Linked DNA regions of Rattus norvegicus: region 1 is linked to region 2. A link is a contact called in public Hi-C data. All regions are on one chromosome and are shown on one strand. The core of a region is the stretch at or near the end of the contact, and the rest is flanking DNA. Distances in the headings are between cores, read along the strand shown.

The links. A called contact is a pair of places that touch in the nucleus more often than the background predicts.
Region 1: a Hi-C map of Schwann cells shows a contact between it and region 2, with 4 times the contacts expected there. The contact joins two enhancer-like sites. A contact is called at or near these places in 4 of 12 Hi-C or Micro-C datasets (the A7r5 cell line, Schwann cells, frontal cortex and 1 more).

What each region holds. Positions count from the first base shown.
Region 1 is chr18:58,213,393-58,218,705 of GRCr8, reverse strand. It overlaps a transcript of Htr4 not described here. Among named protein-coding and RNA genes, the nearest start is that of Fbxo38, 58 kb to the left of the region's middle. Within about 2 kb of position 1,320, at least 3 of the 93 cell types and tissues checked have an H3K27ac peak or open chromatin away from gene starts, as enhancers often do. A contact at or near this core is called in Schwann cells, where this site is marked.
Region 2 is chr18:57,747,907-57,753,991 of GRCr8, reverse strand. No RefSeq gene overlaps it. Among named protein-coding and RNA genes, the nearest start is that of Sh3tc2, 64 kb to the right of the region's middle. Within about 2 kb of position 4,596, at least 12 of the 93 cell types and tissues checked have an H3K27ac peak or open chromatin away from gene starts, as enhancers often do. A contact at or near this core is called in Schwann cells, where this site is marked.

The DNA.
Region 1 (5,313 bases), core at 71-2,570, 470 kb before region 2:
GTGTGTGTGTGTGGTGTGTGTGTGTGGTGTGTGTGTGTGTGGTGTGTGTGTGTGTGTGGTGTGTGTGGTGTGTGTGTGTGTGGTGTGTGTGTGTGTGTGTGGTGTGTGTGTGGTGTGTGTGTGGTGTGTGTGTGTGTGTGTGTGTGTGGTGTGTGTGTGGTGTGTGGTGTGTGTGTGGTGTGTGTGTGTGTGTGTGGTGTGTGTGTGGTGTGTGTGTGTGTGTGGTGTGTGTGTGGTGTGTGTGGTGTGTGTGTGTGTGTGTGTGTGTGTGTGTGTGTGGTGTGTGTGGTGTGTGTGTGTGTGTGTGTGTGTGGTTTGTTCCATATTTCTGGCCATGGGGAAACCCTCAACCCTGCTGGGTAAAGAACTCCAGATGTGTCCAGTTGGGGGAGAAGTGGCCACACTCTTACAACTACCCCTCATATATGCTCTGTAAGGAAGCCCAATATAATCAATCATTGGTTTTCCAGAATGAACTTTGGTGTAATTGTGCCTCAGTATGTCATTGGGATGTTAGGAGAAGGGATAGACATTGCTGTGTCTCTCACTGGGAAGGAATTTTAGCATCTATGAGGACAAATACATTTCAGTAGAGGAGTGGCCACACCCACATATAGTGTTGTTGGTCCTAGAGCTGACTATGACCAGCTGAGTATCCCTCCTAGTACCTAGGGACAATGTACTCAGTGTTGTGCTACAACGCCTTGCATCTTCAGTGCATTCTGCTGTGGAGATATGCAAATGTCCCTAAGATAGATCTTGGCTGCCATTTTGAAGGACAGCAAGGGTTAGGGCAGGGCATGGGGTGAGGGAACAGAAGGGAAGGGAGGAGTGGAGGGAGCTGATATCTGCCAGATATCCAGGACCAGCACTGGGGTGAGGCAACCTTGCAGATCCTTGTGAGATGCTCTGGCTTTTAGCTGCCTGGGAGGTATTTGATCAAAGTAATGGTCTAAATGACCTTGGATAGGTTTTTTCTGACTGGATGCTTCCTTGAGAGTATACCCATGCTTTGCTTAATGACAGAAATGCATCCTGTCAAGTGTATTATTAAGGCTATAGGCAATATAATCATTGTGTAAACACCATAAAAGGTATCTGCACAAGGCTAGATACTGTACCTTACTACACTCTGAGTTCTACGGTACAGCCATTGACTGAGCTAAAAATCCTGCGCAGAATGCCCTGAACACTATAACACACAGAAAGCACAAGGTCGGCAGTAAATGAGATCTTTCCAGTTTCAGTACTCTGTGGGAGTAGTGTGCCATACATGTGACTCATCAGTAACTGAAATGCCATTGCATGGCTCGTGACAGTTGACAGAAGGATGCTGGACAGCGAGATGACTTAATGTTTTGCAGCGGCAACTCTGGAGAGAGAAGAAAGATGGTGCTGTGGTCCAGGCAATCAGCAATCTGATTCCGGATACAGAGACATCACCCTCAGCACTGTGTAACTTTTCACCTTGCTGGATTTATCCCTGAAGCTTCTCTCCCATACCATGTTTGTGTATCTCGCCATCTAGAAATGCTGTGCTTGCAACATGCTAAGAATTCCAATGGATCCTGACAGACTCAACATCCAATCAGACTCTGCTGGTCACTGATGATGTCACATTTGGCGAATTGTTCCACCTCACAACGCATGTCCTTTCTCCTGCGCAGCTGGGAGGATATATTCCTCACAGGATTACTGTATAGAGAAGGAAGCACAATGTACAGGACCGGCACATTCCAGAGGCTCAACCTGCAAAGTTAACATGGTTCCAAATACATCTTCTCCTCCATAGCTCGTACAGTGAAGAGCATGTCATGTTGGTGGTCATATATACGCAGCTCCAAATGGTTGAAATACTTCCCTCTTTTATTTCCTTTGTTGGGAACACCTAGAAAACCTCAAGGCCTAGAAAATTCCTTGTTTTGCTTTTTCTTCCTCCACTGTGAAAACCACACACCTGATTTACAAGCACACACTTCTGTGCCCATTGACTGCTCTTCAGGCCCACAGGCCCTTTGAAGAACACTGCAGTTTGGCAAGCCATGCCAGGCAGGCAAAAAAGTCGGAACTGTTCAAAGAAGAAACATGAAGCCCAGACATGCTGAAGTTGGATCCTGAGATGCACGGTATGTAAGTGACAGGGCCTGGCCTAGACCCACATCAAAACCTGTTGGCCTGGCTCATGAACTTGTTGAATGGACTGACGTAGATTAGTGGCTCAGAACCAAGTGGCTCTGAAACAGAGCTATGCTCTGCAACTGAGGAATGAGTATTTCCCTGACATAGATCCTGTGCAGGAAAAAAAAAACAGCAGAAAGCTCATGATAATAGTAAAAGATCATATGCCATTCAATTTATTGATGGATGAAAATGCTTGGAACCATATTTAGTCATGACATCCATGACTTCATTTACCTAATTATTTTTCACTACTATAAGTGTTGGCTACTCAGATTTATTTCACATATGAAAAATTAAAACAAACTGTGGCTCAGAGCCCCAGGTCTGTTTGATCCAAGGACACGGTGTGCGTAATGCCACCCTGCTAAACTCAAAGTCAAAGAGTCAGAGTTGAGGCCAATCTAGGGCCAATGGGAAAATTCCCACCACAAACCTCCGAGCACAAGGACCCCTCCCATCCGGGAAGAAAAAAGCTGGTTTAGTTCTTAGAACAGCTACAAGCCAAACTGTCACACAAAGCTACCTGTGGCTTCCAACTGACTCCACTTTGGGAAAAGTCTTGAATGTTACACTGAGTCTGATCTGAAAGTTGTTTCCATCCACCAAATGCACACAGTACCCTGCCTAGTTACTGTTGTACAAATTCTGCCCCAATTGTTTGAATTCTGCCTCAACTGTTTGCAAGGTATATAACTCCCTGTCAGAGTCTGCTTGGGTCGTCTCCCCTTGAAGTGGGAGGACCCCAACATGTCAAAATTAAACTTCTCTTGCTTTTACATTGATCACTGCCCCTGTGAGTCTGATTCAAGAGGTCCTGGAAGAGGTTCAACTCGGACCTCACAAAAGCACATCACCCAAACTCTGCCAATCTCCATAGAAAGAGAACATTTTCACCGGCAACCAATGGCACTTGTCCTGTGGAACTCATAAAAAATCATGTCCTGAAGAGAAAGGAACCTGGTATTTTGATCACGTAGGAAGTTTTGTTGGGGAAGTGGGGAAGGGGTTCATGATTCACTCCCACCCATAACTGAGGGGATATGGACAGGTGTTTGGGGTTGCAGAAGGTTTGGTCTCTCGAGGCAGGAGAGCATGACAGAGCAAAGTGCCTCACAATCATGGACAGGAAGTAGAGTCTTCTTTTTCCAGCCTATGGAACTGTACTCCTAGCATTCCCAGTGATTCTTTCCCCCTTGGTTTACCCTCTCTCAATAAACCTTCACAGACACACTGGAGGGGTGCTCTACTAACCTCCTGGGATTCTATCCCTCCAGGCTGACTGTCAAAGATAACCACGATAGGAACTAACGATTCACCTGTCAAGATAACCAGAACGGAGGTTGAAACCAGTGCTGACTTTGCACACAGAGGTCAGCTGGAGGATCACTGCACTCTTTAGATTCAATGGGCACACTTCCTAGTTAGACATTTGGGTGTGCTTTTTTGTGCTATTTTTGTTGTTGTTGGTAGTGGTGGTGGTGGTAGTGGTGGTGGTGTTTTTGTTTTTGTTTTTGTTTGTTTTGTTTTGTTTTTGTCAACTCAACACAAGCCAGGGTCATCTGGAAAGAGGGAACCTCCATTGTTTCCATGGTGCTGACAGGTAAGTCTGTAAGCAACACTGGGCAGCATTTTCTCCAGTAAAGATTGATGGTGGAGGACCCATCCCACTGTGGTTGGTGCCACAGTGGTCCTGAGTTGTATGAGAAGGAAGGCTGAGCAAGCCAACACGCAGAGCTCCTCCATGATTCCTAGCTCTGCTGATGCTCGAGTTCCTGCTCTGAGTCCTCCTTGACTGAGTGTGATCAGGACCTGGAAACTACATAAACCCTTCCCCCTGAAACCCTGCGTTGCTCTTGATTGTCATGGCGTGCATCACAGCAATAGAAAATGAGCCAAGCCTTCTGACAGGCTGTGGTGGGTTTTGAACACTGAAAACGACTTAGTTCCCTTGCCAACAAGGAACAAATTCTCCCAAGCGTTTTAGCCTACAGAGGTCCTGCCATGGTTTGCTTGTGTATTCCCAAGTCTCCACGATTAGCACAATTTTAATTTAGGTGTTGTACTGGCTGATTTCATGTGTCAATTTGACACAAGCAGGAGTTATCACAGAGAACGAAGCCTCCCTTGAGGAAATGCCTCCATGAGATCCAGCTGTAAGGCATTTTCTCAATTAGTGATCAAGGGGGTGGGAGGGACAGGCCCAGCCCATTGTGGGTGGGGCCACCCCTGGGCTGGTAGTGTTAGGTTCTATAAGAAAGCAAGCTGAGCAAGCCAGGGGAAGCAAACCAGTAAGCAGCCTCTCTCCATGGCCTCTGCATCAGCTCTTGTGTCCAAGTTCCTACTCTGTGTGAGTTCCTGTCCTGACTTGCTTTGGTGATGAACAGCAGTGTGGAGTGTAAGCTGAATATTCAATCCCTTCCCTCCCCAGTTTGCTTTTGGTCATGATGTTTATGCAGGAATACAAACCCTGACTAAGACAGGTGTTTTCTCTTTGATGGGAAATATATATGAATTTATGTATTTTTAATTATAATTATGTATGAAATAAACATGAACACACATTTGCAAGAATCTGGATAGCCACCAGTAAATGCCCCCTTCCTGAGATTCAAGGCTCCTGTTTGTATGTAGATCCATGCAGAAGCAAGAGTTCATGCCTCAGTTTTCTCAGTATTTCTCCAAGTAGTGGGCCCAAACCCCACCTGCCTGTGAACACACTTGCGAACACATCCTTCCATCCTCAGATTTAACAAGTATGGAGAGAAAAGCGATCCCACACTGCTAGCAAACAAAGCTTCAAACCTGTCACCTACTAGTTGTGTGACCCAACCAGGCAAGTTATCCCTGTGTACCTGACACCTTTGGGGAAGGGTAAAGTCAACATCTATCATGATGTTGGACACAGAGTGGGTGGAGGAATCTTTACTGGTAAAGAAAACAGAGTTCAGAAAAGGGACTTTTCCAAGGTGAAGTGCATAAATATGGGATAGTTAGGATATAAAGTTGATGTGTGGGGAACTTAAGAATTCTTGGGACAGAATGCTCAGGTTCAAACCTTTTCTCTGCCTCTCACTTATTGTGTGAATTGTTTCCAAATTCTTTGGAGAGTTATGACCATTAAATGACACAATT
Region 2 (6,085 bases), core at 3,347-5,846:
GGGGTTAGGGGGTGGGATGCTCTTGTAGACTATGGTTGTCAGTTCCCCTAGAGCTGGAGTCACGGGTGGGTGTGAGCTACTAAATATGTGTACTGGGAGCTGAACTTCGGTTCCCTGCAAGAGCAACAATAGTTCTTAACCTCTATATCCATACTGTATATGTTTGTAAACTAAAATAGAAAGGTTTTTTAATAAGTTAATCAAAATGCACTCAATGTAAGAAGTGTTATTTGTCAAATATATGGAGATGTGGTTATGCATGTATGTACTCATGTAACACAAAATATGAATCATGGTGATATATGGATATAGATAATTTTTGAAGCTACCATTCCAGTCTCATTCAGAGCTTCTAAATGTATCATGTCACCTTTGGTGACGCTGTATGTGAAGAGTTAGAAAAGACACCACTGCCCCCTGCTGGACGTCTTGATATCCTCAGCGAATGGCCAGCACCTGTCTTCTGTGGAAGCCACTGGCAGGGCATCTATGCTGATTCTCTGGCCAGAGTTAGAGGCTACCTTTTGGCCAGGATGTGCCATTCTCACCTTTAAAATCACAGTGCTCTCCTCTGATGCCTTTAGTCAGTCTGGGAAACTAAAGAGTGGCCGAATTACGGAGTCTTAGTGTCATGTGTCACTTTTGGTCTTGTCTCTGAAAATTTCAGTTGGACAGAACCTCTATCCCAAATCCCCACCATCCTCTGCACCTCTGGGAGAAGACATGCCTCTGAGGAAGATGAAACCAAGTTCTCAGAGCCAGGACACCCAGCATTTCCTCTCCCACTGCATTCAAATGGCTGAAGACAGCGGTGGGAGGTGCAGTACACTGAGAAAGACATAACCACTCACAAGACAATACTGTCATGGCATATGTCCAGAAGCAAAGAGCACTGCTAACATACCTGTGCTTTGAGGATGGGAAAGAACCAGATATGCCAGGAGCCTGTTTAATCCTGCTTCACTGTGTCAATCCCCGGAACTGAGGACACGTGCAAAGTCGCCTACAGTGTTTCACCCTGTCTTAGTTAGGGTTTTGCTGCTGTGAAGAGACACCATGACCAAAGCAACTCTTATAAGGGCATACGATTAATTGGAGTTGGCTAACAGGTTCAGAGGCTCAGTCCACTCTTAGCAAGGCGGGACATCCAAGCAGACAGGGTGCTGGAGAAGAAGCTGAGGGTTCTACATCTTGTTCCAAAGGCAAACAGAAGATTGTCTCCCATGTGGCTAGAAGGAGTGTCTCAAAGCCCGACACACAGTAACACACTTCCTCCAACAAGGTCACACCTACTCCAACAAGGCTACACTCCTTAATAGTGCCTCTCCCTGGGCCAAACTGCATTCAAATGACTGAAGACAGCGGTGGGAGGTGCAGTACACTGAGAAAGACGTAACCACTCACAAGACCACCACACGTTCCAGTCAGAGGATGAACTGTGTTTAGTTAAGTAAAAGACATTACTCTGGTCCCTCTGTGAAGCTGCCTTCAGTCTCATGTGTCCACCCACGAAAGAACAGTGCACCCACACCCACCCACAGTGGGAGTCACTACACTTTTTAACATCAGCGTTTACACCAGAAGGGAAGAGATCCAAAATACAACTGCAGAGTACCTGATGAAGCCCAGAAAGAGAGAGTTCAGAGCTTAACTTTAAAATAAATGAACTTATGGGTGGAGTCAATGGAGTCCCTTTAAAAATAGTCCCATTTGTTTGTGTTCTAGATGAGGTTTCTTTGTTCCTTGGGTAATAAGTTGTCCCTAAAGAGAGATTTGCTTCAGCCATTTCCTTGTCTATGAAACGAAAGAGGCAAACAAATCTTTATCAGTTCATCTGAAGTTTACCCTCTGTGCCAGGTACTGTGCGTGCTGGGTACTTTTACATGTGCTGTCTAACACAGCTTGGCATAACAAAGTTGTTTGCTAAAGGTCAACAGGCCTGTAAGAAGCAATTAGAATGGAGGGGGTAGGTAATCCCACTCCAAACCCTACCCCCTCGCCCCACCCCTTACTGCCCTGTAAACCACTCTCACACTGCGTTCAAAGTCACCCCTAACATATGTGTACTTTGGGGGCAGGAAAGAACCATTTATGCCAGGAACCTGAAGCACAAAACGTCTACATCACTCACAACCGCTCCTTCTGCAGCTTGCTTTTGTCCTCAGGGTGAAGCCCAAATAGCTTCAGGGTTTGTCCCCTCGCCCACTGCTGGACTTCAGTTTTTTGCCTGTCTTCCCTGTTTCCCTGACTCTGCTCCAGCCTCACCTAATCTATTCCTACTTGGGGGCTTTTGGTGATATGCCATCCTGTTTGTCAATACCAAGATGCAGGCTTGTCCCCAGCCAGAATACAGCAGGTCTCTCCAAGTAGAGCATAGCAGGGCCCTCCCTGACACCCTTGCTCCTGTCCTAAGTAAAGTTCCTGTTCTTTAGAGAACCCACAGTCTCCTGGAACCAACTCTAGCGATGCTAAAGATCCTGATTCTATTCCACAGTGCATCACGTGTATCTTACCCGGCTCACCCAGCCAAGGTCCTGCTTCCCTGTTCTGAGAAGGGCACAACTGGGGCCCACTGACTCTATCCATGAGGAGGGGAATCTGTTTTGCTACTTCTATTTCTCATGAGGATGGGAGTCTCTCAAAACATTCAAAAAGACCCTGATCAATGCTAAGCTGCCTTCTATGCTTTGTCGTTTGTTAATTTCTTGGACTTTTGAGCACTGAAAGATCGGAGCTAGGCAAGGAGCTTTGGATAAGGAACAGGACTGAGCTTAAAGTCAGTGCACCGTTTTGCTCATGATATTTGTTATAAGTTGTGGAAGTCTGTGGATGACAAAACATTACAACTCTGTGTATGTGTGTGTACGTGTGTGAATATGTGCATGTGCATGTGAATAGGTGTATACGAGTGTGTGCATGTTCGGGTATGCACATGTGTGTTATGTGTGTGCTTGCATGTGTGCATGTGTGTGTATACCAGTCATCCTTTATAGAATTAATTTATATAAGCAAAGGAAATGAAGGGAAAGAGGAAAGAAGGGCCAGCCAAAACCCCCAAACTGAATAGGTATAAATAGCTTGATAAACGACTCTTCTAGTGTTGTATGTGGTGATAAACTCAGGCTCAGGTGCTTGTGAGACACAGTTACACACTATGAAGGGGGCTCCGGAGGGCAGAAACCCTTCTCATTCCCCCAACCTAGTCTCGCATCAGAACCCTTGGAGCACTGCTGTGTGTTGCCACTACCTGTGTGCCTGGGAGGAAAATTACCTTCTGTCTCTTCGCTTACTCAGCCATAGAAAGAAGAACAAAATCAGGGCATATGAAAATCTGATCTCATCCCACAGATGACATCTCCAAACCTGGTCATGCAGGACAAGGACAGAAAGAACTCCGTGGGAAAGGAGCAGTCAGGGGACTGACCTCAGAGGTCAGAGCTCTGAGCTGCAGAGTCTCCCTGCCATAAACATGGAATCAAAGGTTCCCATTCCCTGGTGATCTGTTCCATTTTTCTCCCTTCACCCCTGCCCATTCCCTCCCCAAATAAACAAATGAATGACATTACATCCAGTTAGCACAAGCACACACAGACACAGACACAAACACACGCATATGTGTATAAACACACACATGTGCATATACAAATGTCTGTATCAAGATAAACACATTGCCTGCATAAGAGAAGCCCCAAGAGTGGTAGTTGGTTTCAGGATGTTGGACGGGGAAGTGGTCCTCCTGAAAGTGCCACTGATAAGAGACGAGGAGCTGGGAGTCAGGCAGCCCACGAAAGTTCTGGGAAGTAGGCTAGGATACCTAAGCCATGGCTGTGAAAAACACAGGTCAAGCCTGCTCCCTTCTGATGTCTGTGGATAATGGGGGAAATATAAAGATAAAAGACAATCAACACCATTCTAAAAGAAACTACCCATCTTGCTTAAGGCTTCCTACGGACATCTCACAACTGTTTTAACAAGTGACTTATAATATATATATATATATATACATATATATATATTATAATTATCTGGTAGAATGTCTTAGTTATTTAAAAAAAAAGGCCTGGCTCCTGTCTTTATATAATGTGTAATGGTATTATTTATTATGAAACACAGTGATCATTTATATCTGACCTGGTTACAGGCAAATTTATCGGATAAATCAAAATGCACAGAACACTTTAGCTAAAACTTACAATGAAATATAAAATCCCCATAATGCCCCTTCATGTACACAGGTGCAAATGCATGTTTCATGTACACATGAGGAAGATCTGATGGGCCGGAAGTTCCTTGTAAATGACTACAGAGCTCGAAATGAAGAATCCGCTATAGCTGCTGAGGGAACCAATCTTAGTAGGGCTTAAAGGATAACATCAACTTACACTAATTACAGTAAGATTCCATAGCAGTCTTCATCCCCATGACCAACATCAAAAGCCTGAGCAGTTTGGAGACAGCAGCAGCTCGGGCCAGAGGATAGTGAGCCATCAGCAGAAAAGGGGAGAGATTGTAACTTGAGTCAGATGGGCAATGGCTAGGGCTTGGCTTCCAGGCCGAGAGAGCTTTCTTCAAATATAAGATGTGTAACTGCTCTGGAACTCAAGGGCCTTGACCATCCCTCAGGAATGTTTTTGCAAGGACTCTGCATGGGAGATTAGGCCAGCCAGCCTCAACCACAACATTCCTCCCTGTTTCCTTAGATTTTACAGCTTGTACTGGGGGCAGAATTGCATCATTTTTACACAGGAGCAGATCGAAGAATTCCATTTCCTCTCTGGGGAGGAACACTCTAGAGGAGAGAAGAGCCAACAAGGATTGAATTTCTTCCCCCCACCAAGAAACATATATGTGTGTGTGTGTGTATATATATATATGTGTATGTGTGTGTGTATGTATATGTATGTATATATGTATGTATATATAGTGTGTGTGTATATGTGTATATATAAATACATATATATAAGTATATATATGTGTATTGTGTTATATATATATACATATATATATATATATATAGTGTGTGTGTGTGTGTGTATGTATGTTGATACAACTATAACCTTGGTGACTAGATGTAATGGTGACTCAGTATACCATCCGTTCCCACCCCCACCACACAGACAACCTCTAGTCATCTGAAAAGTCCAAACACAAAGGCATGTGATCCAGTTGGTTAGTTAAATCTAAGCAGCTATGTGCAGGTGAAGAGGCTGATGGCCAGACCTCCTCACATGTTACACTGCTCAGAGCAAGAATGAACCTCCCACCTTGTGATCCCTGAATTGCTCTCTCAAACTTCGTGCTCCTGAAACATGTGACTCACTAAACCAGAATTAGGAGGAGCAGGAACGAAAAGTTCATGGTCGGCTTGCTCACCGAGCAATTCACACACTGTCTAGGAGCTGTCCTAGAATATTTTTCATGCTTCGCTATGCACTCGAATGGCTGGGGGGTGTTTGTGAGAGATAGGGAGTTGGGCTTCAGGGGGTTCCATTCAGTTGTCTTGGGTACAGACACAGAATTTGCATTTCAGCTGTCAATCATCTGACGCCAACTCTAGTCAGTGAACACAGTTTTGTCTCACTGCCCAGTTCCATTACCAAAGAACTCAGTTACAATGGTAAACAATTCTAGAATGATCTCATTGATCCCTCCCCTCCTGACTTCTGTGCCCCTGCTAACCACAAACCTGTCTTTTGTATTAGCTGATCCTCTCTGAGGAGCATCCCAGTTGACCGCTATGCCATAAGCGACTCCGATAGATGCTGTCTTATTATGAACACAATGCACAAGGCAAATGGGTACCACTTCTCAATTTGATTATAATTTCTCTCGTTTGATCTCTTTGGTGCCTCTCTGCCTTGCTCATTCTGATGACAGGAGGAGCTATCATGGGGTGGCCTGGCCATCCTGGCTATCATGGCTGTGGCTCACTTCTGGCCAACTGCCAGCAACAACCAACTGGCCAACTCCTGCCAACAACCATGTGAACCAAGTGGAAGCAGCTCTCTCTACAGCTGCACCTGAGGTGACTCCTTCCCCGGCCTACACCTTAGTTTCAGTCCTGTAAGCCGCCCTAAGCCAGAAG